Linked DNA regions of Mus musculus: all the other regions are linked to region 2. The links are chromatin contacts, called in public HiChIP or PLAC-seq and promoter capture Hi-C maps. All regions are on one chromosome and are shown on one strand. The core of a region is the stretch at or near the end of the contact, and the rest is flanking DNA. Distances in the headings are between cores, read along the strand shown. Region 1 holds the start of Eef1e1 (eukaryotic translation elongation factor 1 epsilon 1). Region 2 holds the start of Riok1 (RIO kinase 1). Region 3 overlaps Bloc1s5 (biogenesis of lysosomal organelles complex-1, subunit 5, muted). Region 4 holds the start of Bloc1s5 (biogenesis of lysosomal organelles complex-1, subunit 5, muted). Region 5 overlaps Gm40914 (a long non-coding RNA gene).

Evidence for each region. Promoter capture Hi-C pulls out the DNA fragments that hold promoters and counts their contacts. HiChIP or PLAC-seq counts read pairs in DNA pulled down with a chosen protein or histone mark. Capture Hi-C pulls out chosen DNA fragments and counts their contacts.
Region 1: a contact with region 2 is called in a promoter capture Hi-C map of adipose tissue, with 2.5 times the contacts expected there. The contact joins the promoter of Eef1e1 here to the promoter of Riok1 in region 2. A contact is called at or near these places in 12 of 39 promoter capture datasets (the C10 cell line, the HPC-7 cell line, HPC-7-derived erythroid cells and 8 more), 4 of 484 Hi-C or Micro-C datasets (B cells, CD4 T cells, CD8 T cells and 1 more), 12 of 115 datasets of contacts at active chromatin or transcription factors (the 230-238 cell line, the NIH/3T3 cell line, astrocytes and 9 more) and 2 of 9 other capture datasets (adipose tissue and liver).
Region 3: a contact with region 2 is called in a promoter capture Hi-C map of liver, with 2.9 times the contacts expected there. The contact joins the enhancer-like site here to the promoter of Riok1 in region 2. A contact is called at or near these places in 13 of 39 promoter capture datasets (the 3T3-L1 cell line, 3T3-L1-derived adipocytes, the C10 cell line and 7 more), 1 of 484 Hi-C or Micro-C datasets (the G1E-ER4 cell line), 13 of 115 datasets of contacts at active chromatin or transcription factors (the 230-238 cell line, the SCID.adh cell line, astrocytes and 8 more) and 1 of 9 other capture datasets (liver).
Region 4: an H3K4me3 HiChIP or PLAC-seq map of forebrain shows a contact between it and region 2, with 5 times the contacts expected there. The contact joins the promoter of Bloc1s5 here to the promoter of Riok1 in region 2. A contact is called at or near these places in 8 of 39 promoter capture datasets (the C10 cell line, embryonic stem cells, frontonasal cranial neural crest and 4 more), 4 of 484 Hi-C or Micro-C datasets (B cells, CD4 T cells and muscle stem cells), 20 of 115 datasets of contacts at active chromatin or transcription factors (the 230-238 cell line, the SCID.adh cell line, Th17 cells and 15 more) and 3 of 9 other capture datasets (adipose tissue, embryonic stem cells and liver).
Region 5: a promoter capture Hi-C map of pre-B cells shows a contact between it and region 2, with 6 times the contacts expected there. The contact joins the enhancer-like site here to the promoter of Riok1 in region 2. A contact is called at or near these places in 5 of 39 promoter capture datasets (the C10 cell line, HPC-7-derived erythroid cells, embryonic stem cells and 2 more), 9 of 115 datasets of contacts at active chromatin or transcription factors (astrocytes, double positive thymocytes, embryonic basal ganglia and 6 more) and 1 of 9 other capture datasets (liver).

The regions. Positions count from the first base shown.
Region 1 is chr13:38,657,242-38,661,275 of GRCm38.p6, reverse strand. It overlaps Eef1e1 (eukaryotic translation elongation factor 1 epsilon 1), which reads left to right and starts at 2,248. Exons shown (of 4, transcript NM_025380.2): 1 at 2,248-2,369. The coding sequence starts at 2,283.
Region 2 is chr13:38,034,576-38,039,208 of GRCm38.p6, reverse strand. It overlaps Riok1 (RIO kinase 1), which reads right to left and starts at 2,220. Exons shown (of 17, transcript NM_024242.3): 1 at 1,678-2,220. The coding sequence starts at 1,748. It overlaps Cage1 (cancer antigen 1), which reads left to right and starts at 2,272. Exons shown (of 13, transcript NM_027724.2): 1 at 2,272-2,390.
Region 3 is chr13:38,611,377-38,615,956 of GRCm38.p6, reverse strand. It overlaps Bloc1s5 (biogenesis of lysosomal organelles complex-1, subunit 5, muted), which reads left to right. Exons shown (of 5, transcript NM_139063.3): 4 at 3,256-3,314. Among named protein-coding and RNA genes, the nearest start is that of Bloc1s5, 21 kb to the left of the region's middle. Within about 2 kb of position 1,471, at least 26 of the 459 cell types and tissues checked have an H3K27ac peak or open chromatin away from gene starts, as enhancers often do. A contact at or near this core is called in the G1E-ER4 cell line, bone marrow-derived macrophages and liver, where this site is marked.
Region 4 is chr13:38,631,989-38,636,599 of GRCm38.p6, reverse strand. It overlaps Bloc1s5 (biogenesis of lysosomal organelles complex-1, subunit 5, muted), which reads left to right and starts at 1,508. Exons shown (of 5, transcript NM_139063.3): 1 at 1,508-1,664. The coding sequence starts at 1,559.
Region 5 is chr13:37,479,998-37,484,090 of GRCm38.p6, reverse strand. The region is part of intron 1 of Gm40914 (a long non-coding RNA gene); the gene reads left to right. Among named protein-coding and RNA genes, the nearest start is that of Gm40914, 5.3 kb to the left of the region's middle. Within about 2 kb of position 1,255, at least 166 of the 459 cell types and tissues checked have an H3K27ac peak or open chromatin away from gene starts, as enhancers often do. A contact at or near this core is called in astrocytes, double positive thymocytes, embryonic stem cells and 5 more, where this site is marked.

The DNA.
Region 1 (4,034 bases), core at 999-3,498, 620 kb before region 2:
CTGCACCTTGCTAGGTTGGAACTTGCTCCCCTCACTCAAACACGTGTGCATCAACTTTGGTTTTTTTATGGTTTCCATCACTGTTTAAGCTTTTCTTTAATTTTTTCACAAGTTGGAAGCTTAGCTGCGTGAGGATCTTGTCCTGAAGTCACCACTCCCTTTACTCCATGTAGCTTCAGGCTTTCCTTTAAACTTTGTATCTCTTTGAGCGCCAGACTTGGCTCCAACATCCCGGTGCTCTCTTTCTCCTCAAACAGTATCTTTTGTATTTTTTTTTCCTTGCTCCTTTTCATTATAGATCTGGCTAAGTGTGACCACCAACAACTGCATGACACAGTCAATCCTGGGCTACCTTGAAATCTCTGCCAACAGTATTAATCCAAAGTCTTCAATTTAGGTTGGTTTTTTTGTTTGTTTGTTTGTTTGTTTTTTTAATTTTAGGACAAGGGCACAAGGGAGCTACTACATTCTTTGCTAAAATATCATAAGAATGGTTTCTTGGCCACTCACTAAAATTCCTCCCCTCTGAAATTTCTTGATCTGGGCCCCATAGTTCAAATCACCCTCAGCATTGTTTTCCATGCCCCTACTAGGAAGGTCCATTAAGTTTCACTTATAGCATCCAAAGACTTTTCTAGTCCAAGTCCCAAAGTCTTCCATATTCCCCCAATGTTGCGGCCGCCAGCAGCTCGCAACATGAACGGTTCGACTGAGAAGGCCACTCGAGCTGTAAGAGAGGAATCTAGACGGGGCGAAAGAAGAAACGGAGCTAAGACAAATTCATTCTGATCAAAGCTCAAATTTTATTGTTGCGACACTAGTTATAAAGGAAGGGGGAGGGGACCCAACTCCCGACGAATAATCTCTGGTCCAGTAGAAAGGTGCACCTCCGCAGGTTCTAGCAGTGGGCGTGGCAGAACGAATGAGCAGGAAGCTCCACCCCTGAACAAGCAGGTTTCAGGCTGGGGGAGGGGAGACTACACCCCAACAAACAGAATAATCAAGCCTGTCACAGCAACATCTTGGTTCCTGGTACCAGCTTCTGTCTTGGTCACTGTTCATTTGCCTATAATCACCATTTTTATTCAAACCACCACATAAGGATTCAACTTGTCTCAGTTAGAGTTTCTATTGTTGTAAAGAGACACCATGAGTTACTATTAACTTTTATAAAGAAAAACATTTAGTTAGGGCTGCCTTACGGGTTCAGAAATTTAGTCCATTATCATTACAGTGAGTCTCATGGCCCCAGGCAGGCAGACATGATGCTGAAGGAGCCAAGAGTTTTATATCTGGATCAGCAGGAGGCAAGGAAAAAAAAAAAAAAAGAATGCCACTAGGATCTGAAACCTCAAAGCCCACCCCCACTGCCACATTTTCTCTAACAAGGCCACACCTACTCCAACGAGGTCACGCCAATAGTGACACTCCCGGTGAGCATATGGAGGCTCATTTTCTTTCTTTTGGGGGGGGGGGAGAGGAGGGGTTCGAGACAGGGATTCTCTGTGTATCCCTGGCTGTCCTGGAACTCACTTTGTAGACCAGGCTGGCCTCGAACTCAGAAATCTGCCTGCCCCTGCCTCTGCCTCCCGAGTGCTGGGATTAAAGGCGTGCACCACCACGCCCGGTTGGGGGCTTATTTTCGTTCAAACAACCACAGATCTCAAGTTCCCTTGCTAGGTCACTGGCCCTTATCCTTATTTTAATTTAAGATTGTTCTATAATTTTCTTATTTGGAGAACTATTTGACGAGTTTGGGAATCAATGCTTTATATTTATAAAACAAATAATCTAAATTATTCTTCTGATCTACAATAGTTTTATAAGCATTGTAATGAATGATTCAATCTTTAAGATTCGGATACATTCAGCCAGGCAGTGGTGGTGCATGCCTTTAATCCCAGCATTTGGGAGGCAGAGGCAGGCGAATTTCTGAGTTCGAGGCTAGCCTGGTCTACAGAGTGAGTTCCAGGTTAGTCAGGGCTATACAGAGAAACCCTGTCTCAGAAAACAAAACTAAGATTCGGATACATTCTTCTGTGAAACTGTCTACACTCCGTGCTCTCCTCTGCCTACTGTGAGCAATCCACCGGACTCCGAATGTGGTTGGCCCCGCCCTTAATTACGAACCGCCCCCTGCCTTGAGCTGACTCCGCCCCTTTCGCGCAGGCGCGCTTGCCGTCCTCCCAGCCAATCGTGGGAGACATCTGTGGGGCCGGACTTCCTGCTCAATCAAGGTCCTAGCTGTGCAGGCCCCGCCTCCCTAGGAGCTGGGCCAGAAGATGGCGGCGGCCGCGGAGTTGAGGCTGCTGGAGAAGAGTCTGGGACTGAAGCCGGGGAATAAGTACAGTGCTCAGGGCGAGCGGCAGGTGAGGCGCAGCGGTAGGAAAGCAGCAGGGCGGCGGGGTGACCCGGAGCCTACGCGACCCGGCCGGGGCATCGGAATGGACTCCGCTCCCCACGTGCGTGCGGGGCGGGCCGCGTGGCTCGGTCTGGACCTCCAGGCAAATGTCACCGTCCTCCCCTCGGGGAGCAGAAAGCCAGTTCGCGGAGGCCTGGGCAGAGTCAGGGGTTCAGATCCCTGTAGGCGGCCGTTAGCCGTGCCTGGTCCTTTCATTCAGCGACCGCCTTTCCAGCGGCTGGCCGGGCGAGCGGTACAGATTCCTGGAAGCCGCCTGGCGGAGGGAACACGGAATAGGACCCTGCTCATTCTGGCGACACACCCGCTTGGATGTGCATTGTGCAGAGAATTGAGGAAGATTCCGGGTGTGGGGCAGTGGAATGCTTGGTGAGATAGAAGAATCCTGATTTCTTAGGGTGTAGAAAGTGAGTCCTTTGTAACTCATCATTTGCCGTAGAAAGATGGTACTAGAGGAAGAATGGTAGTGGGAAACCATAGAGTGTGCCTTGAACGGGATTCCAGATCTAGATGGCTTGTTCCTGTTTGGGCCCAAAGGTTTTGTTTTGTTTTGTTTTTTCCTTTAATGTCTAAATCGTAGCGGTATTGTGGGGTTCACAGTAACTTAATGTGGCACCTGGAAAGGTTAAATGACTTGCCTGCCGTAGGCTGCGAAGGCCATCCTCCCCAGAGGTGATGTGCTCTGTCCTCAGCCCAGTTTCCTTTGCACACCCTCTTTTTTGGCTTTGCCGAGACATGAGAGACAGTCTTGCTTTCAAGGCATGAGGGACAGTCACCAGCAATTAAGGGCCCAATAGGACAAGCGACAGGGGAGGAATACATTGAGGACAGTGGCACAGTGCCACAGAGGAGGTGGGATTTAAGCTTCAGTGAGAAGCTGGTGTTCAAGAGATTAGACTTGGAAGGATGTAGAAAACCAGTGAATTACTATGTAAGTTTGGGTCCAGTAAGCCACCCAAAACAGAGTAGTGCAATACAGAATAAACCCAAGTTCAGTCTTAGACCAAGTTCAGTTTGAAGTTCAGAGTTGGGTTTTAGTGCCTTGTGTAATGGAAACGTTTCACAGTGAGTCCCAGTTGAAAGTTTCTGGTTTTCTGTGAGTACAGACCAAAGACTAGAGATGAAATCACCGTGTTTCCTTAGTTGAAAACTAACCACAGTACACCAGCAGTTACGATGTGCTCAGCGAGATTCCCAATAATAATGACAAGGAACAGTCTAAGGATCCAACTGTAGGAGCAAGGTCCATTAGATTATGGTACATCAGTACATGAGGAAACTACTACTTATCCACCCGCTAGAAGTAGCTCACATCAGGACTTGGGGAGCTGAGAAAGGTGGATCACCAAGAGTTCTCGGCCAGCCTGGGCTAAGGACTCAGAACCTGCCCCCTCACCACCACCACCACCACCAACAACAACCCACCCCCAACCCTGCCAAACGTGATTGCTTTGAAGGCTACGGAATCCCAGAATTGTTATGAAAATAATGTTTCTGATAATTAAACATGCATTAAGAATTGTGCGTGTTAGATTATATATACACCTATATACAACATTTCAGTGTTATATAAATCGTTAAGAACTGCCATGTGGGTGCTGAGACTTGAACCCAG
Region 2 (4,633 bases), core at 971-3,470:
GCCCCGCCTCTCCCACCCCCTTCCCCTTTGTTGTTTAGTCTTGTTTGAGACAGAGCTCCCTGTTGGGTCTGGCTGCCCTGAAGACACTATGAAGCTAGAGCTGACCTTGAAATCATCAATATCAGATGCTTCTGCTTCTAGAGTGCTGGGATTAAAGACGCTGTACCACCACACCTGGCCCCCAATGGGTCTTAAATAAGTTCAGTCGTCAACTCCAATTTATTAATTGGCTACAGCCCACAGGGCTTTAAATGCCCACGGGCATGAGTAGGAAGGAGACTATCATTTGATAGCTGCAGTTTACTAGGGCTTCATAAGTATCATACATAAATTACTCTTCACTTACAAATCTAATAATCTAGACAGGTATGTTAAAGGCACAACTATGTGAATGCTCTCAACTAGTCAATCCTCTGCTGTGAGGTTGTCTTATGCGGAACTACCTACCAGATACCACTAGTGTCTCAGCCCAGGTGTGACATATAAAAATGTCTCTGGATTGGTGCAATGGCAAAATCAGATCCAGCAGAGGACCATGGGTGCAGTCTCACAATATCCTGCGTGTATGGGGCCTGTGGGCAAAGTAAGCTTGTCCCTTCTTCCCACTTAAACGCTTCCGTAAGGATTTCTCTGAGATGATGTGCCCATTCCTCAGTGGAAGGCTGGAAATCTCCAACATCTCCGGCTAAGCCCTACTTACCCTCTATTTACCATATGTTATTGATCACTCATTTTTTTCCTTTGTACTATTCACCAATTTTAATTCAAATAATTTACCTCGTGTGAATATCTATCTCCCCTAGCAGAGGCCAACCCCTGTGGCAATCAAAACGGTAGTCACCAATATTTCCCTACCACTCGATCTGACACACAGAGTGGTCAATATATATACTTATCACAACCGCTCACAATTGATGAATAAAATCTTCCTGACTATAAGGTACGCAAAACTCTTTGTTGTTTCAAAATGGCTATGTGTAAATTCTCTTTTCTTTTGAACGGGAAGTTTTCCGTCACTGCTTGCTTTTGGACCTCACATCCAATTTCACCACAAAACCTCAACACTGCTACCTCGAAGTCGTTCTACGACAGCAGCTCTAGGAGCCATCCGGTTTGAAGCTGGTTATTTATTTATTTACTGATTCTCTGCTCCACTCCTCTCTACGAACATCTTCTACATGACTCACCAGTTCCTTTAATTCATAAATCAAATGACGGATGCTCTGTCGCTGCAAAAGCCCTCCTCTGGCCTGTAAGACCTGAACAGGATCTTAACTCCTCACAGTCACTTGGAAGGCTCGACCTGGCTGGCCTCCCTTTTTTGCCTCAATTCTCTCCGCTACGCTGTAGGTGCTAGCCTCTTGGTTTGCCCTCCTTTCCAAAAAGACAGTAGTGACTTGATTTGTCTTGTTCATCATACTCGCAGAGGTAAAACTTTTGCTCACTGTGTATGGAAGCCTGTATGAAGAAAAGAAAGGAAAAAAAAAAGGCCCACCTTCCTCAGTGGTCCCCAACTCTTGCTTCTCTGCTAAACGTCCCGGGACCCACTGACAGGTAGGTAGCTTTCACAAGCTGCTCACCCCGAGAAAAATCCAAAGCCGTCAGCTGTCAGCTCCCCGAGCCCAATGTGGAGCTGGCGGAATCGGAGGAGTCCCTGTGTCACCACCGGCCGCCTACCTGTCTGAGGAATCCGCGTCGTCAAATTGCCCGGGGACCACCGAAGCCATCCTGTCCAGACTGCAGTCCATGGCTAGGGGTGTGAGCCTTCGGCGCCCCTGAGGCCGCGATCGGAAGAGCCTGCTTCCCACCTAGAGGATCCAAACGCGTCTCCGCGATTCCCGCCCCTCAAATCCCTCGGCAACCGCCAGGCCCAAGAAGGCAACGACCAGGCGCCACCGGGGTGTCAGGATACAGGGTTTCGGCAAACGCGGCCACCAACAGGCCGGAAGTGCAACGCCGGAAGTATGCCACCAGCAGGGCCTCTCCAAACCCTAGTGCCCTCAGGGAGCATGCGCGTGACGGTGGCCGGGAAAGACCAATCCGCGATGTGAAGTGGGCGTGGTGCGTTGTTTGTAGCGTGGGATGTGTAGCTCTTGTTGCTCCCCAGCCTTTCGTTCTTGCTCCACCATGGCGTTTACGGTCATAGGAAGTCAGCCTGTTTTTTTTTTCCTCCGGCTGCTCCTGAAGACTTGCGTCCTCTGACCTTCTTCCTCTGGACCCAGGTGCGGTCCGGAGGACGTCACACTGGGGCGTTCGAGCGCCCTGCGACGCACCAGTTGGTGCCCTCGGTGGGGACGGTTGGAAGGTGTTCTCCCTCCCGCGGAGCCGGTGTGCCGGGAGGAAACCCGGAATCCTTAGCCTGAGTCACAGAAGCTCGATGGATCATGGAAGTGAGCACACTTTTGCTCTCTAGAAACGTTGGTGCGTTGTTTTGAGATGCAATGATACAAGTGGTTGGTTTTTGTTGTTTTTTTTTTTTTAAGTTGGGAAGTTCAAGGTTTTTTTTTGCGTTTGGCAGGAACTCTTGTGACACCTCTTTCTGCCTTTATTAAATGTTAAAATGTTAAGTATTATCTAGCGCGCGCTTGTGTATGCGTGCTCCGTGAGTGAAGTTCAGAGAATAACTTGAGGGCTTACTCCTTCCACCTTGGGCTCCGGGAACCGAACTCTGGTCGTCCGCGCTTTTTCCTGTTCAGCCATCTCACAAGCCCTCATTATCTTCAAACGGTTTTAACTCAAGCCGAGCGGTGGTGGCACACGCCTTTAATCCCATCCCTTGGGAGGCAGAGGCAGGCGGATCTCTTGAGTTTGAGGCCAACCTGTTGACAGGAGGGGCTACACAGAGAGACCCTGTTTCCTCGAAGAAGAAGAAAAAGAAAAGAAAAAAAAAAACAAACAAACAAACAATGGATTTAGGTAGAATGGCTAACCAAGCCTGGGTGGTGGTGGCTTGGTTCAGCACCTGGTTGGGCCAGTCACAACTACTATAATTCCGGTTCCAGAGGATCCTACACACACATGGCACGGGTATACTAAACAGGCACATACATTTTTTAAAGTGTAGTTGCAAGTCACAGGCCCATGGAAAAGAAACATTTTGCGTTTGGAAAGTGATTTAAGGCACTAACACATCCCTGTCATCGAACAGGTAGTGTTTATTTGCAGGACGGGAAAGGTGAGCCCAAGGTTGAGTCCTCCAGCAGCCCTGCCTAGCTTCCTTAGCCTACTTGGTTTTTTACAGTTTACCAAATGATGACATCGATTTGAAAACGTCTTCAGTAAATAAGTAATCTAACAAAGTCATCCAGGCAGACAGGTACTAAGGATAGACTGAGACAATCTGATAATATGCCACTAGAATGGGGGGTATTTTCAGCCTGTGTTTTAACTGTGTAGACCAGAGTTTCTTAACTAAAGATCATGGCCCCATAATGGGGTGGGGAGAGTCATGATAAATTCTCCACACCCAAAACTTGATTCATAATTTAAACGGTGGGGTGAATCTGACAAATTTCGGGCAATATTCACCCATGATAACTTCACACAGCTTTCACTGTTCTCACCACTATACCAACTCACAGCAGCAAACTGCCTGAAATACCTCTGTTCAGATTTGAAACTTATATGTTCCTGTTAGGGTCCAAGAATAGCTGAAGGAAGACCCCAGACTCAAATAGGATGCACAGGCAAGAAGAGTGTTTACTGAAGAAATTACCAGCATTCAGGGGCCAACCATTTATCAAAACGGCAACCACCTGAGGGGCTCATGGACCCCTTTAATGGAGGGCTAAGAGAATTTTCCAGAAGGATTAGGTAACCTCCAATAGGGGGGCAACGCAGTAACATTAGTACAATTCTGATTGGTTGTTAACCTAGTTTCATTGTAATTGCTGAGACCAAAGAATTTTGGAAACCAGCTCTGTTCTGGCCTTGTTATCTCCTCCAGCTAGGTGGCCTCCAGCAGTTCCAGACTTAGCCTCCCTAAGTCAGGGCCATCTGACTGAAGGCCCATTGTCAGCAACTCCTGGGGAACCCAGTGTGCCTCCCAGGAAATGAAAATTTTATTCCCAAGGCTTTGGACTTCTCATTATGAACTGCAGAGTTTTTTTTACTGTACATTGCAGTTTTCTGGTCTTACAGAAATAATCGTTTCATTACAGAAAGCAGACCTAATGTTTTCCTGGTTCCATTTCTCAGCAGATAAATATTAAAATAGTATATCTTTGGATGGTATTATGTCAGATAAACACATCTAATTAGTATGTAAATTTGCTTTCCTATTTAACAGGTAGTAAAATTATATGTATATCAAAAGAATTTTAAAATAAATTTCTGTATAATTTATTATCAGTAAGTGTTTTGTTTGTAATTCTACTTTATGTGCATGTAAACTTTACATAGTGAGTAGGAAAAGTTTTAAAAGCCATGAACTAATCTATCCCACTAGATGTAAAAAGAGAAGACTGTAAATAGGAAAATCAGGGGCTAGAGATGTGGGTGCAGCTGGGAAAGTGCATACTGCTCAGACAAAGGACTGGAGTCTGGTTCCCAGTGCTCAGGTCAGGTGACCCCCCTCTTCCTGTAACTCCAGCTCGGACACCACTGGGGACACCACTGGCTTCCCAGGACTCCT
Region 3 (4,580 bases), core at 222-2,721, 580 kb before region 2:
CAAGAGCACCAGGAGTTTAAGACCACAGTGGCCACACAGTGAATGTGAGGGCAACCTTGGCTGCTTGAGACCCTGGAGCACTTGATACGTTACAGTTGTTTATCACAAGTCAACATAGCGTCCTGACACAGATAGCAGAAGACAGTGCTTCCCGTTGAAAAGCATGCCACAAAGTGATGTGAAGTGGTACAATATGAGCCTTCTCTTGGTCACACTGATCACTAAGGATGGGACTTTTATAGAGTGGTCAGGTGATTATTTATTTATAGGTTTTAGAAAGGAAAACTAAAAGTTCAGAAAAGCTCAGTGGGGAAAGGCACTTGCTGCCAAGCCTGACAGCCCGAGTTTGATGCCTAGAACCCACACAGTGGAACGAGAGAACCAAATCCAAAGCTGCCCTTTGACCTTTTAGAGCACATGTACCTACACACACACACACACACACACACACAACATGAAATAAAAAAGCCTTTTCTGTGTTGTTTCTATGTGGCTGGAATGTGGATAACTTCACAGGGAGGCAAATTCTGAAGACGGATCTTGTTTCCAAACATGGAGACAGTTCTGTAGAGGAAGACAAGTGTAGGCTTATCCCCTTCATCCAAAAGAAGTTTGTAAAGGCTGTGACAGCCTACAGATAAGTATAGGCTTCAGGCCTCATCCAAGACATTTCTTTTTACTGTAGACAGAGCCACCACAAAAAACCATAACTAGTCAGAATGCAAATTTGTAGAGCCTAGTCCCAATGAATATATCTGCTTAACACTCCGGAATCCAAGGCCCAGGGGACATTGAAGAAGGGGCAGAAAGACTGTAAGAGCCAGAGGCCCAGGGAGTTTGCTGTGAGACTGTGTCTCCTAGTAATGACAGAAGCTACACACATGAAGTCTCATCACCATGACAGTCTAAGCATGAGCTAAGCACAGGTGACACCCACAGACATGCCAAAGTGGATGGGGAAAAGCCCACAGGCCTCAGCCCCACTCAAAGAGCTACAGGCAGCTAAGGAGTGGTGGGAGCAGGAGACATGGTCTTCCCAGAGACGAGCACAGTAGCTTGCTCTTCAGAACCAAATGCTCAGCCCTGAAAGCATGCATGCAAGTAACATTTACAGACTGCACAGGTCACATGTAGGCTATGCATGGATGTCCATGTATGCTTGTTGTAATAACGAACAAAGAGGCCATGGCCTGAAAAGAGAGCAAGAAGAGTGGATGGGCAGGTTTTAGAGGAGGAAAGGGGAGGGGGATGATGTAGTTATAATCTTGGGGCAGGGGTGCTGTGACAGGTGACAGCAGAAGTCACATGGCCCTTCAACTTTTCTTCACACTGCACTTGGGGTGATCCAAAAATGAAAATGACCCGAGGACAGAAACACAGATTTTTAAGATCTGTTCACAGAGCCAGGAAGGAAAAAAGACGAACAGGAAATGATAGCACCATGCTTAGGGATGGTGAGGTCATACTCACTGCCGCAGGAAGAAGGCAGATCTAATCAACTCCTCTCTTGTTTTGTTAAGGAAGAAAAATGATTGGTAAGCTAATCCCCCGTCCTTAGATGTCATCTGTGATCTAGGAAAGTTTGTTAATAGCCGCTGAGGATAAAGCTTTTGAAAATGAAATCTGCTGGCTGCATCCAGGAGGTGGAGGCTTCACAGTTTTCTGAAAGAGAAACCGCTGTCCCTGCCCTGATGTGGACGGGTCGTTAGCCCTAGGCAGGGAGAAGAAGACAGACAGATGGCTTCCAGCTTCAGCAGCTGTAACAGAGGGTGGTCCTGTAGCAGTCTGCCTCTGCTGAGGGAATTCACAACTGAAAGCACTTCATCAGAGGACAGGGAGAGTGAGTGAGGGCTTTGTGTGAGGGTAGTAGGGTGAACAGGGTCCTCAGCGCACCACCACTTGACACTGCTCAAGAGTGACTTTTGAGACAGGGTCTTTCCTGTGGCTTAGGCTGGTCTGGAACTCACTTGTGAACCAGATTGTGATGTAGATCTCACAATGACCCTGGGTCTCAGAGTTTTGGCTAGACTGCCTTTACCCTCAGTGTGGGGTGTGCAGACACAGCAGCTGGAAATTCAAACTTAGGTCCTCGCACTCACGTAGCTTACTCCCCAGTTACGTGGTTCTTATTGATAATACTTAATCTCTTAGTGGGCATGTTTGCTATCTTTCTCATGAATGATCATGTCCATCCTGAGGTCCTGTTGTTAGTTCCTCATTTGTAAAATAAGTAAGACACAGACAGACTTGCAGGAGACTTGGGAGAAACGTGTTCTGAGGAGCAGGAAGTGCAAATGCCTCGTGGTGGGAGTATGGTCGGCCGGCACAGTGGAAAGAGCAAGGAGGTCGGTGTGCCCAGAGCAAGGGCTAAGACGCAAAGGCAGCAGGTAGATGAGGAGGAGCCGAGAAGGGAGGAACCCAGCAAGAGCAGGACGAGGCGCGTAGCAGGGATCCGCAAGCATGTCAGGAATCAGTGGACCAGCAGAAGGGCAGAGCAGTCACAGACGGCAAAGCTGCCTGCTAGCCTGCAGACCAGTTCCCTTTGTCGGAGCAGAAGTAAAGTTAGACTGGTGATGGGAAGGTCTGAGGAACTCAGGGGTTCACACCAGCCTGGCAGTGGCTGTGCAATATTTTATGACCGGAGTCTTTCCTGAGACACATGGGGTCTGGTGTGGAAGTCTCTACTTGTACCGTCATGCCAGCTCTCTGAAGGTCTTAAATTTTAAAACATTTTGAACTTGGGGATGCTCACTTTACATTAGAATGTTGGTTCTGAAGAAATGGAAATGATTTCATGAACTTTCAGACCTGGGAGAGGTAAATGTTGTAGCAGCATCCAGGATGAACTAGTTAGAAGACAGGAGCAGTGACAAGAAGAATGAGTGGAAAACCATGGGGGCCATCTGGCTGTCGGGCCTTGCCTCAGAGAGAAGGCTCAGATGATGGGCCTCGTTGCTCTGAATGTGACTGTGAGTTCACCCCTTTTCAGAGAACATTGATTAAGGCGGTTGATGCCAACATATCAGGGGGCTTAGTATTTCTGTGCTCTTTGGGTGACAGCTCAGAGCTCCCAACTGCGGTTGTTCCAGCCATGCCATCCTGAATATGCTGACATCGTGCATTTTTCCTCTTGGCCACACCCCCACTGGCAGCTGATATCTATCTTTAATACACTCTGTTGAGAGCTAAAGACTCCAGAGACGTGTCTTCCTGACCAGAGGCTGCCACTGAAACCCACCGTCTGTTTTATTTCAGTGCAAGCAGCTAACGACTCCATCTGCAGACTCCAGCAGAGAGAACAGGAACGGAAAAAGGTAAAAATGGGTGACTCGAGCAGAGGGGCACAGACTTCTCAGACCTGTTAGGACACTGTCAGCAGTTGCTTCTAATCCAGCGTCTCGGAGTTCATTTTCTACAATTCAGTGGCTAAAAGACGGAAAGATGGGGCTGGAGAGATGGCTCAGCAGTTAAACCACTGCTTTTCCAGAAGACTCAGGTTCAGTTCCCAGCACCTACATGGTGGCTCACAGCTGTCCATTACTCCAGTCCTAGGAGATCCAGTGCCCTCTTCTGGCTTCCTCAGGCACTGCATGGACGTGATACACAAATGTCCATGCTGGCAAAACACTGATACACATTACAAATATACAAAAATTAAAAAAAAAAGATTTAAAGTTGGCTAACACATTAAGATGTGTTGAAAACATAGTGGCACTGTCATCTTTTTGGATTTGTTTGTGTGTGTGGTGGGATGTGCAGTGTGCCTGTGATCTTTTTAAGTGTGTGTGTGTGTGTGTGTGTGTGTGTGTGTGTGATGTGCAGTGTGCCTATGGCCATGTGTGCTTCTTGAGGCCAGAGGTGGACATCTGGTTTTCTCCTCAATTCCTTCTACCTCACCTTTGGAAACAGGGCCTCCTTGACCCAGGGCTCGTTGATTTGGGTACATTGCTGACAATGAGCTGCAGGGATCCACCTGTTTCTGACGAACCCTCCTGCAATGCAGCCCGCAATTACAGCTGCCTGCTGCACTCCAGGATCTAAATGTTAATACTTCACCAACGGAGCCATTTCCCAGCCCCCAGTCATGTTTAATAATTCAAATATAGACTTTTTTCTACATTTCAACATTTCCTTATTTTTTTTCTGAAAGTGTTGTCTCACACAGAAAGAAAAAAACAACAACATAACCCTTGCATATAAGCCTGAAGCCATCCGTCTTCAGTGTGGCATCTGCATGTCCCTTTAGATAAGGTGGCAAGTGCTCAGTGGACAATCACAGTTTCTGGCCTTAGCTAGACAATGCTCGGCTTACATTGAACTGTATCATAACCCAAATGTGGAAAAGCAGGGTAAAATGTAAGTTAATGAGATAATGTGGTGGTTTCACCTGGACATTTCTTAGTGTTTCAGTAATTTATTCATTGCTCTACATTAATAAAAATACACATCACATTTACTAGTACAGATGTTGAAACGTCTAATCACTCTGAAAGCAAACCCTTCTCTTGTGTATTCTCATTAACTGAGGTCTGCCACAGCATAGGTGGGAAATGGAATGAATCCTACCAGAGTTGTGATTT
Region 4 (4,611 bases), core at 259-2,758, 600 kb before region 2:
GTTCGAGTCTGTGTTCGCAGATTCAGTCATAGAAAGTATTTTTTAAATGTCACATTGTTGATGACAGGTATCATAAGTCAGCCGTAACTGCAAATCGGTACTGAGTACTGGCCTTGTCTTCTTGTTGCTATTCCAGAAGTAACAATGTATTGGTGAGAACAGGAAGTAGAAACTGGTGAAATAGAGCAGGAATTCCCAAGCCGTGCTTCCAAGAATGTCCTTGCCGGAGGGCAGGAATGCTGGGATCCAGAGAGCTCAGGTTCCGGCTTCTTTGCCTTCGCTGACGCTTTATTGGAAACTATCTGAAGACCCAATTCTATTTCCAAAGTGTTAATTATGGCAACTAGAATTTCTTTATCACAACACAGAGTTGGCAAATTTCAGAGGTGAAATCCAGAATCAACATTTAAAAAAAAAAACAAACAGCCACATTAATGTAAGAAAAGCATTCAATTTCACATATTGTAGTGAGTCTTCATGGTGCACAGTCATAAAGGAAATTATGCAAAGGGAAAGAAATTTTTTTCTACAATGCAGAAAAATGAATATGAAATTTCTTGGAAGTGAGGAGAATAACAAATGTCTTTGAAAACTATGATTTCTACATATTGATTAAAAAGCTAGGAAATTAAATTTTTTATTTGTCCTCCTTTGGGGGTTTACCATTTCTTCTGCGATAATCCCCCAATTCCTGCTTCACCTAGTTATTCTCTCCATGTCTCACTTCAAGACTGGAGACAAACACTGGTCTTTTCTGGGAAGTCTTTCCTGATCCCCTCAACAGCTAGTATCCACAGGTATGGAACGATTCCTCTTCCTGCCGTTTATGTCGCTTTACGTTCCTCCTTCAGACTGGACTAAGACCCTTTAGGATGACATTGTTCATTGTTCAGAAGAGAGTAGCGGAGGAAGCGGTCACAGCTGAGTCCTAAGGAAGAACCCCTGGATGATGAGGAGGTAAAAACCACTGGGAGGCCGTGCATTGCTCTCTTTGAAGCATGACAATTTGTTGAGAAAATGAACATTATGGAATATATCAAATGTCAGCACTTATTAGTCTAATTTAGGGAGACCATCTCAAACACCCAACCAAGCAACAACAAAAAACCTAAACAAAACAAAAACGAGTTTCTTAACCTCTAACCGTGTTGCTTTATTTGTTAAAAAAATTATGATCTGTCTCCTCAGGTTGCTATGATGACCCTAAGGTGACAATACATGTCAAAATGCTTTATAAAATAGTGGTGGCCAGTAACAATGTAGAAACTATGTATATACTACTACTGTTATTCTTCTGCTCGCCGCGCCTTGCTCCAACCATAGTGAGTTTAGTTCCTACCGGCGTAGGATGGGATAACCGAGAAACAAGTAATTTTCAAACACCTCCCATACGCAGATCATCTGCCCTCATCCAGCATGGCCGCATCGGCTACACTCCCGGCGCCTTCCCCGAACCCAACGACTCCGACGCCCTGTGATGACGTAACACCAGAGCGTCTCTCTCCCTAAAGGTCCGTGCCTGCGCCGTGGACGCCGCGGGTGGGCGGAACTGGTCGGGATGAGTGGCGGAGGCACCGAGACCCCTGTAGCGTGCGACGCCGCCCAGGGCGGCAAGAAGCGGGACTCACTGGGGACTCCGGGTGCGGCGCACCTCATTATCAAGGGTACGGAGTGGAGGGCGTGGTCCTCCGTGCGGGGTGGGGGCAGCGTGCTGGGGACCGCCCCTCCTGGTGCTCCCCGGCTCCCCTGTAGCCCTCAGCTGCCTGGCCCGCCTCGAGACGAAAGGTCCCAGCTCGCAGGACCCAGTTACGTGCAATGGGCGAAGGGCGCACAAGCGGAGAATGGGAACTAGTTGGAGCCCCACACGTAGTAGGGTGACTTCGGTCCTTCACCCTCTCGTCCTCTGTCCTCTGCGCCTTGGGGGTCATGCCAGGAAGAACACTTGGGAAAACGTCCTGAAACACAGCGCTCAGTACCATACAGTGTACCGGTCTGAGCTGTCCCCTTTCAGCCTTAGTAGATTTCGACCTAAATTATTACAATAACAACTAGCTTTAATTCCTAAACCTCAGAAGTCCCCGTTAACCGCGAAGAAGCCTCCAATTGCAGTTTCCACTGCTTCCCTCAACTCCCTGCTCAACCCGCCTATTCCACCAACTTTGGGCTACAGTCCTACACTGCCTGGAGAGTGGTGGCTTACCATCTGTGCGGTTCCCATTTTACTCTTACCAGATCTGTGGGCGGCCCCAGCTGAGCTGGCTGCGACTGTTTAAACTGTGTTTCACATTGTTTCTTAGGTTTAATTTGGGATCCAGTAGTATTGTGTGTGTGTGTTAAGACTAAGTTAGAATTCTTTCTCTGTGCAATCTCAGTGAAGATTAGTCGTTGTATGGCTGTTGTTGGGCCACCATGACTCCATCCGCAAATGTTTTTCATCTTGCAAAACTTTGTATGCATTAAACCATAACTCCTCATGCCACTGTGAATTTGACTGGTCCAGTGCCTCTGAGGACTTGGACAGCTCCACTCTCGGAAATAAGGCTGTTTTGAATATGAATATATAGACATCCTTCGGAGGTCCTGTGTTCAGTTCTTGGGACTGTATCTCCAGTAGTGGATTTTTGGGTCATTTGATTATTCTTTAAACTTTTTGAGGAGTTGGCATGTTCTGTATTTGCTATACCATTTTCTAGTCACCTGTCATCACCAACTCTTGTCTTTGGTACTAGTTATTCTAATGCGTGTGAGATGACACTCCCTGTTGTGATTTTCATTTCCTCTAATATTTGGTTAATGTGCTTAACTGACTACCCATTTTTTAGGTAGTCATCTAATATCCATTTAAGTCCTTTGCTCGTGTAAGTAGATTCTGTTATTGAGTTATAGTTCTTGATATATTCTTGAAAGGCAACTTTGCTGGCCGCTATACCATTAATGCTGATACACACGCGCACACACACACACACACACACACACACACACACACATACACACACACACACACACACACATCTGTCTCCTCAGTACCCATAGCAGGTGTTTGCAGGCATTTTTCTCACTTGCCTGGTTGCCTATCATTCTGTTGATTGTGTCTTTGAGGCGGAAGTTTTAAATTTTGAAGCAGTACTGTTTTTACTCCCCCAGTACTGGAAGCCAAGCCAAGGCCTCCCACATGCTAGACAAATACCATACTACTAGAGACTACATTACCAACTCCCTTTTCTGTTTTTTATTTTGAGACTGGTTCTCACTTTCACACTCAGGACCCACACACACAGCCTTCCCTTTATTAGGTACTAAGAGAGTTGTAGTTCTGTTTGGTCTCATCTTGTAGTCCCGTGGCTCTTCCATCAAAGCACTTCTCTGTGTCTTTGTGAGGAGATATTTGTCTAGCTTTCACATTAGGTTACAAACAAGTAGAGATCAAAGGATTATACATTTCAGTACTCTTTTTTTTTTGAACAGTAAAAGAATGCATATAGCCTGACTAGAGTTAGATATCTATAGAAGTCTATATTTTACACGTACATGGTTATGCTAGCAGAATTTATATTTAATATTTGGACTCTTACAAACTCTGAATTATTACAATGGATTTATTATAATGTCCTTACACAACGTAACTTCTGTGGTAATCTGTATTTCATGATCTGTTCCCCCATAGTTTCCCACAGCTGCAGTTTTAGGAGTGACTGATAATCTACCTCTGTGTAGAACTAAATTAATCTGCAGAGTCTTAAGTGGCTCCTTTTTATCATCGGACTGTAGAAACAGATGTCTCCAAACCGACAAACCTTAACTGCTTCTCAGTCACGTGGAAAGAGATAGTGGTAGGGGTGCTGTGTAAATATCACAAACAGCTTGCCTAAGGAGATACTCACTGGAGATGAGGTGATTTGGGGACCTTGTGGGATGTGACATGATAGAAGTAGACCACTCTGGCACTTCAGGAACACAGCATACGGGCTGGTCAGAAACCTGGGAAGAAGCTGGTGAGAATGAAAGCCAGTGTCGGGGAAGAACGAGAGCTCAGATGTTGTAGAAGAAAATGGACATTAGGTGAAGTGAGTAGCTGAGGCATAGGGATCAGCACATCATTAGGTGAAGTGAGTAGCTGAGGTATAGGGATCAGCCCATCATTAGGTGAAGTGAGTAGCTAGGGTATAGGGATTAGCCCATGGCAACTGGAGGGGCTACATCAGGATGCCTGAGGTAACATGCTGTGTTTAAATAACTGCAGCTCAGCTGGGATGGAAGACCTCAAATGGACTTTTGGAGCTGACCTGTATGTGTCCTGTTGCCCAGTTGTGCTTTTGCGAGAAGATTCTCAGTACAAGGTCCATAAAGTCCTACAATGCTTGGTCTCACTCAGGCAGCCCTAACTCCTAGTACACTAGGTCCAAGATCTGAATAATAAACTCTACACACTCTGTTGTACACCATATTTCCCAATAGTACTTTCTTCATGAAAGAAAACTCCAAATAGCTTTTTACAGAAATGATGTGGGTAATAACCTGCTGAGAGATTAGAAATTGTCCTTCTGTTTCTATTGTTTTCTTCTTAACATATTAGCATGATAAATCTCAGTAAAACTTTTAAAAACAGAATTA
Region 5 (4,093 bases), core at 6-2,505, 550 kb after region 2:
TCTTAGGTTTCCCAGAGACATGTTGCCCCAAAGTCCGCAGGAAGCCCCTAAAAATTACGGCGACCCGATTCCTGCTTTACCATCACCTCTTTCTAGTTTTTCCTTTGTAAAAAATTAAATCAAAACGGAGGAATGTTAGTATTCCTTCTAGGCTCTGCCCCACAGTTACCTGGCAACAGCCAGGTAGGCTTGGCTTACTTATATAAAAGGGGCTGCTTGCTCTGCGCCTTCTCTTCCTGACCCCTTCCCCCTTCCCCCTCTTTCCACATGTTCCTGGCCAGCCTTTCCTCAACTCTCTTCCCTCTTCCCCCGCCCCCTCTACTCCTTTCCCAAATCCCCTTCCCTGCCCTAAATAAACTCTATTCCATACTATCCTATGGCTGGTACCTCAGGGGTTAGGGGATGCCTCAGCATGGGCTAGCTGAGGCACCCCTCCCATCTCACCATACCTGGCTCTATCAAACATATCTTTGGCTCTTATTTATTTATTTATTTATTTTTTAATAAAACACAACACCTTAGAGTGTGCAGCTGCTGCCGCAGGGGACGCCCCAGTGGCAGCTCTCACTTGTCCGGGTGGAAGGAAGGATGCGACGGTCTTACCTCGGAGGCCGAGGGGTGCGAGCAGGGTGTGTGAGAGATGCAGTGTGATCAGAGCCTAGCGGTCTGGTCTCAGAACTGGGTCACCTCACAGAACAGCACAAGGACTTGTCCCGTTGGCAGGGATCAGGTTTCGTCCTTCCTTGTCAAACCCAGTGGTGCCCCCAGGCTGCTGGCAGCTCCCAGGCGCTCCTTTGTCCTAGAGTTGCAGGAGGCCAAGGAGCAAAGTGACACAAAAGGCTGGGTGCCCAAGTTCCCCACCCTCTCTCTCTCTGCACAGCAGCGCTGGTTCTGCCAGGGTCCTCGACCCAGGGGGGTTCCGGGGCAGTAAGGGTGAGACCTGCACAGCCACTGCTCGACCTTGCCAAGAGGGGCCTGCTTTGGGGATTGGAGGGTGCCTTCCCTTCCAACAGCCTGGGTCTGGGTCTTTCCAACTCGTATTTCTGCTGACGCTGGAGCCTGGTGCTTTGCCTTTAGAGACACCCTGTAATTGAAAGGAGGAGGGAGAGAGAGAGAGAGAGAGAGAGAGAGAGAGAGAGAGAGAGAGAGAGAGAGAGAGAGAGAGAGAGAGAGAGAGAGATTCTTGCTGCCTGGGTTCCCAGACACTTGCTGCCCTCTAATGGCTCCTGCCTGTGAGTTTCCAGGCGCAGGCCTTCCTTCCTGTAGGGTCTGTGGTGTGGGTTTCCTTCCCTTTGGTTAGCAGGCCCTTTCCCCTATAACTGCTGAAAGAGCCAGCCGTTTCTCGTCACAGGGAAAAGATGTCAAAAGTCGAACCGCGCTGGTGTGGCTGGCTCAGAGAGCAAAGACTGGCTCGGTGTTTCATTGCTGGTCCCGAAATAACTCACAGTAGCATTTGTGCGGCCTCTGCAACCCTGCTGTCTTCGGAAGGGACAGCTCCTCCTTTCTCTCTCTCTCTCTCTCTCTCTCTCTCTCTGTCTCTCTCTCTCTCTGTCTCTCTCTCTGTCTCTCTCTCTGTCTCTCTCTCTGTCTCTCTCTCTCTCTCTCTCTCTCTCTCTCTCTCTCTCTCTCTCTCTCTGTCTCTCTCTGTCTCTGCCCTGTTGCAGTTCTTAGCAGCTTCCTATGTTGAGAGAGGAAAGCCACTCTGGCAAGAGCCAGCAATTGTCAGCAAGTTGTGCATACAAAGGGGCTTCCTTTTCCTGCCTGGATCGGGGTGGGGTGGGGCAAGAGCTGTGGACCAGGGTTCCCTCCCCTGATGCTTTCTGAGGATCCTTAAGAACCAACTCCAATGGTAAACAGGGACCTGTGGATAAAAAAACATCTCCTGAGTGAACACTTGAAGACCTAGAGACACAAGTTGGACAGAGTCCAGTTCTGTGTAGAGAGGAACCAAGTACTTAATCAAGGAACCAAGGTTAGAGGTACGGCAGGAAAACCTGGGACACTTGCCTATTTTGGTAGTTGGGAAGCTTGGCCCTGGATGGAATGGAAACAAGCTGAAAGCAGACAGACAGACAGGGTTTTGCTCCCATCAGCTGAGATCTGGCCCAGAGAGAATGGTGTGAATATACACTACGACTGGCTGGGAAGAAAAGAGGATGCAAAACTTACAGCCCTGGAGCTTAGAATGTTGTGAGGAATGAGGCTTCTTGGGGGGGGGGGGGAGCTGGGGGAGGGAACGCCATTTTGAGATGGAGTGCAGGGTGGACTTTCTTAGTTTTTTTGGGGGGGGGGTTGAGGGTTGGTGGCCACGGAGGGATGAGGGTCACCAAGGAGCGAGGGAATGGCCCTAGGGAGTTCTGTGTGGGGCTAGCAAACTACAGCGCTCCTCTGCAGGATGGACAAAGGATGGGAGAGGCAGGAAGTGGACCTGCTGGGCTGGAATTTGAATGAACTGATGGAGCATCTTTTTCACAAGAGGGCTAGTGGTCCACCCCTTCTGGTTTTCCCTTGTGGGAAGGGAAAAGAAGCCTGCCTTTTTAAAAAATTTTTACTCGGGAGCTTAGGTTGCAAAGGCTTGCTGTTGAGAAATGAGTACAGTTTTATCCTTTGGCTGCTCAATCTCCCAGAATCATCTCCCCCTCCTCCTTTTTCTCATAATGCTGAACAAGTCTGAGAGAAGTCCATTAAGGGTCCAGTATGGTGATGCAGGCCTTTAATCCTAGCACTAGGAGGAAGGCAGAGGCAGGTGGATGTCTGTGAGTTCAAAGGTTGCCTTAGCTACATAATGAGTAAACAATAAGCTCCTCTCTCAAAACAAAACAAAAACCCTAACAAACAAACGAAAAACACTCAAAAAAAGCTAAACTTAAAAACAAAAAGTCCTCCTCCTTGTCCTCCTCCTCTTCCTCCTCCTCCTTTGTTGTTCCCCCATCTCTCTTCCTTCCTTTCTCCTTTTTTTCCTTCTTTCTTTCTTCTGCTCTTTTCCCTACCTCTTTTTCTTTATAGAACTCACCTGGAATTCTGGTTTCTGGTGGCCTAAAGGCGCTCATTTGTCTCTAGATTGTTAGTAGCGTTGGAAGCACCTAAGAGCCCGGTGTGCAATTGCATAAACCTAACAGGCCCACAGAGTCTTGTTTCTCAGCTTCAGGGGTTGGTAAGTCAAGAGGAAAGCCAGCTCTTAGTGTTGTCTTACTCCAGGGTGTGGAGGGGAGAGAAATAATAAATATTATTTCCACGTGGAGACTTGGATTGTTTAGGATCACCCCCTGCTCCCAAGCCCCAGTTGGAACATGGCTGGAATATTGTTGTTCTAGGAAGTGGTTTTCCATCTTATTCAGCCAGGATCCCCTTTGTCTCCCATAGTATTTTACACAATGTGAATTTCAACCCTGAAGATGCAAGTATGTCTCCAAAAACTGTGTGTGCGCCCAGTGATACTCATTTGCTCTCTGGGTTTTTTTCTTTGCGGGGTGAGACAGCATCTGTTTTTTTCATTTTGTTTCGGGTAAAATCAAAAGTTGCTGGCAGGCCCTGGGCTTGTATACTACTTTTAAGGCAAATGAGTAAAAGCAGAAGACACCAAGACGCTCTTTTATTTAATTATAATTTTTTTGCCTGCAGCACTGGGATGGAATCCAGGGAGGACCTAGGCTAGTTCTCTCTCCCCTCCAGCCCTGGAGGTATCTTTGAACCTCTGAAATAGTATGATTCTTGTTTCGTTGTTCTAACCATGGCTAGAAGAAGCCAACACAATGAAAACACTACGTGTCCTGGGGACAATGGCACCTCATGGGAGCACTCTGCTTTGGCAGAGTGCATGTGCCTCCAGGGATGCCGGGCACAATGGAGAGCATGACAAACCTCACGTGCCGCCATTTGTTTGTGTTGAGCACAGTCTTACTGCGAAGCCCGGGCTGACTTCCTTGTGTCCAGTTCTAAACCCCATTTCTTTGTATTTCCACACTACAGGGTGGGCATGAAATTGATAATATTGTTGCATGTTGATGATAAAACTCGGGGTCTCTGGCTGGGCAGTGGTGGCACACACCTTTAGCCCCAGCACTCAGAGGCAGAGCCAGGCAGTTGGAGGCCA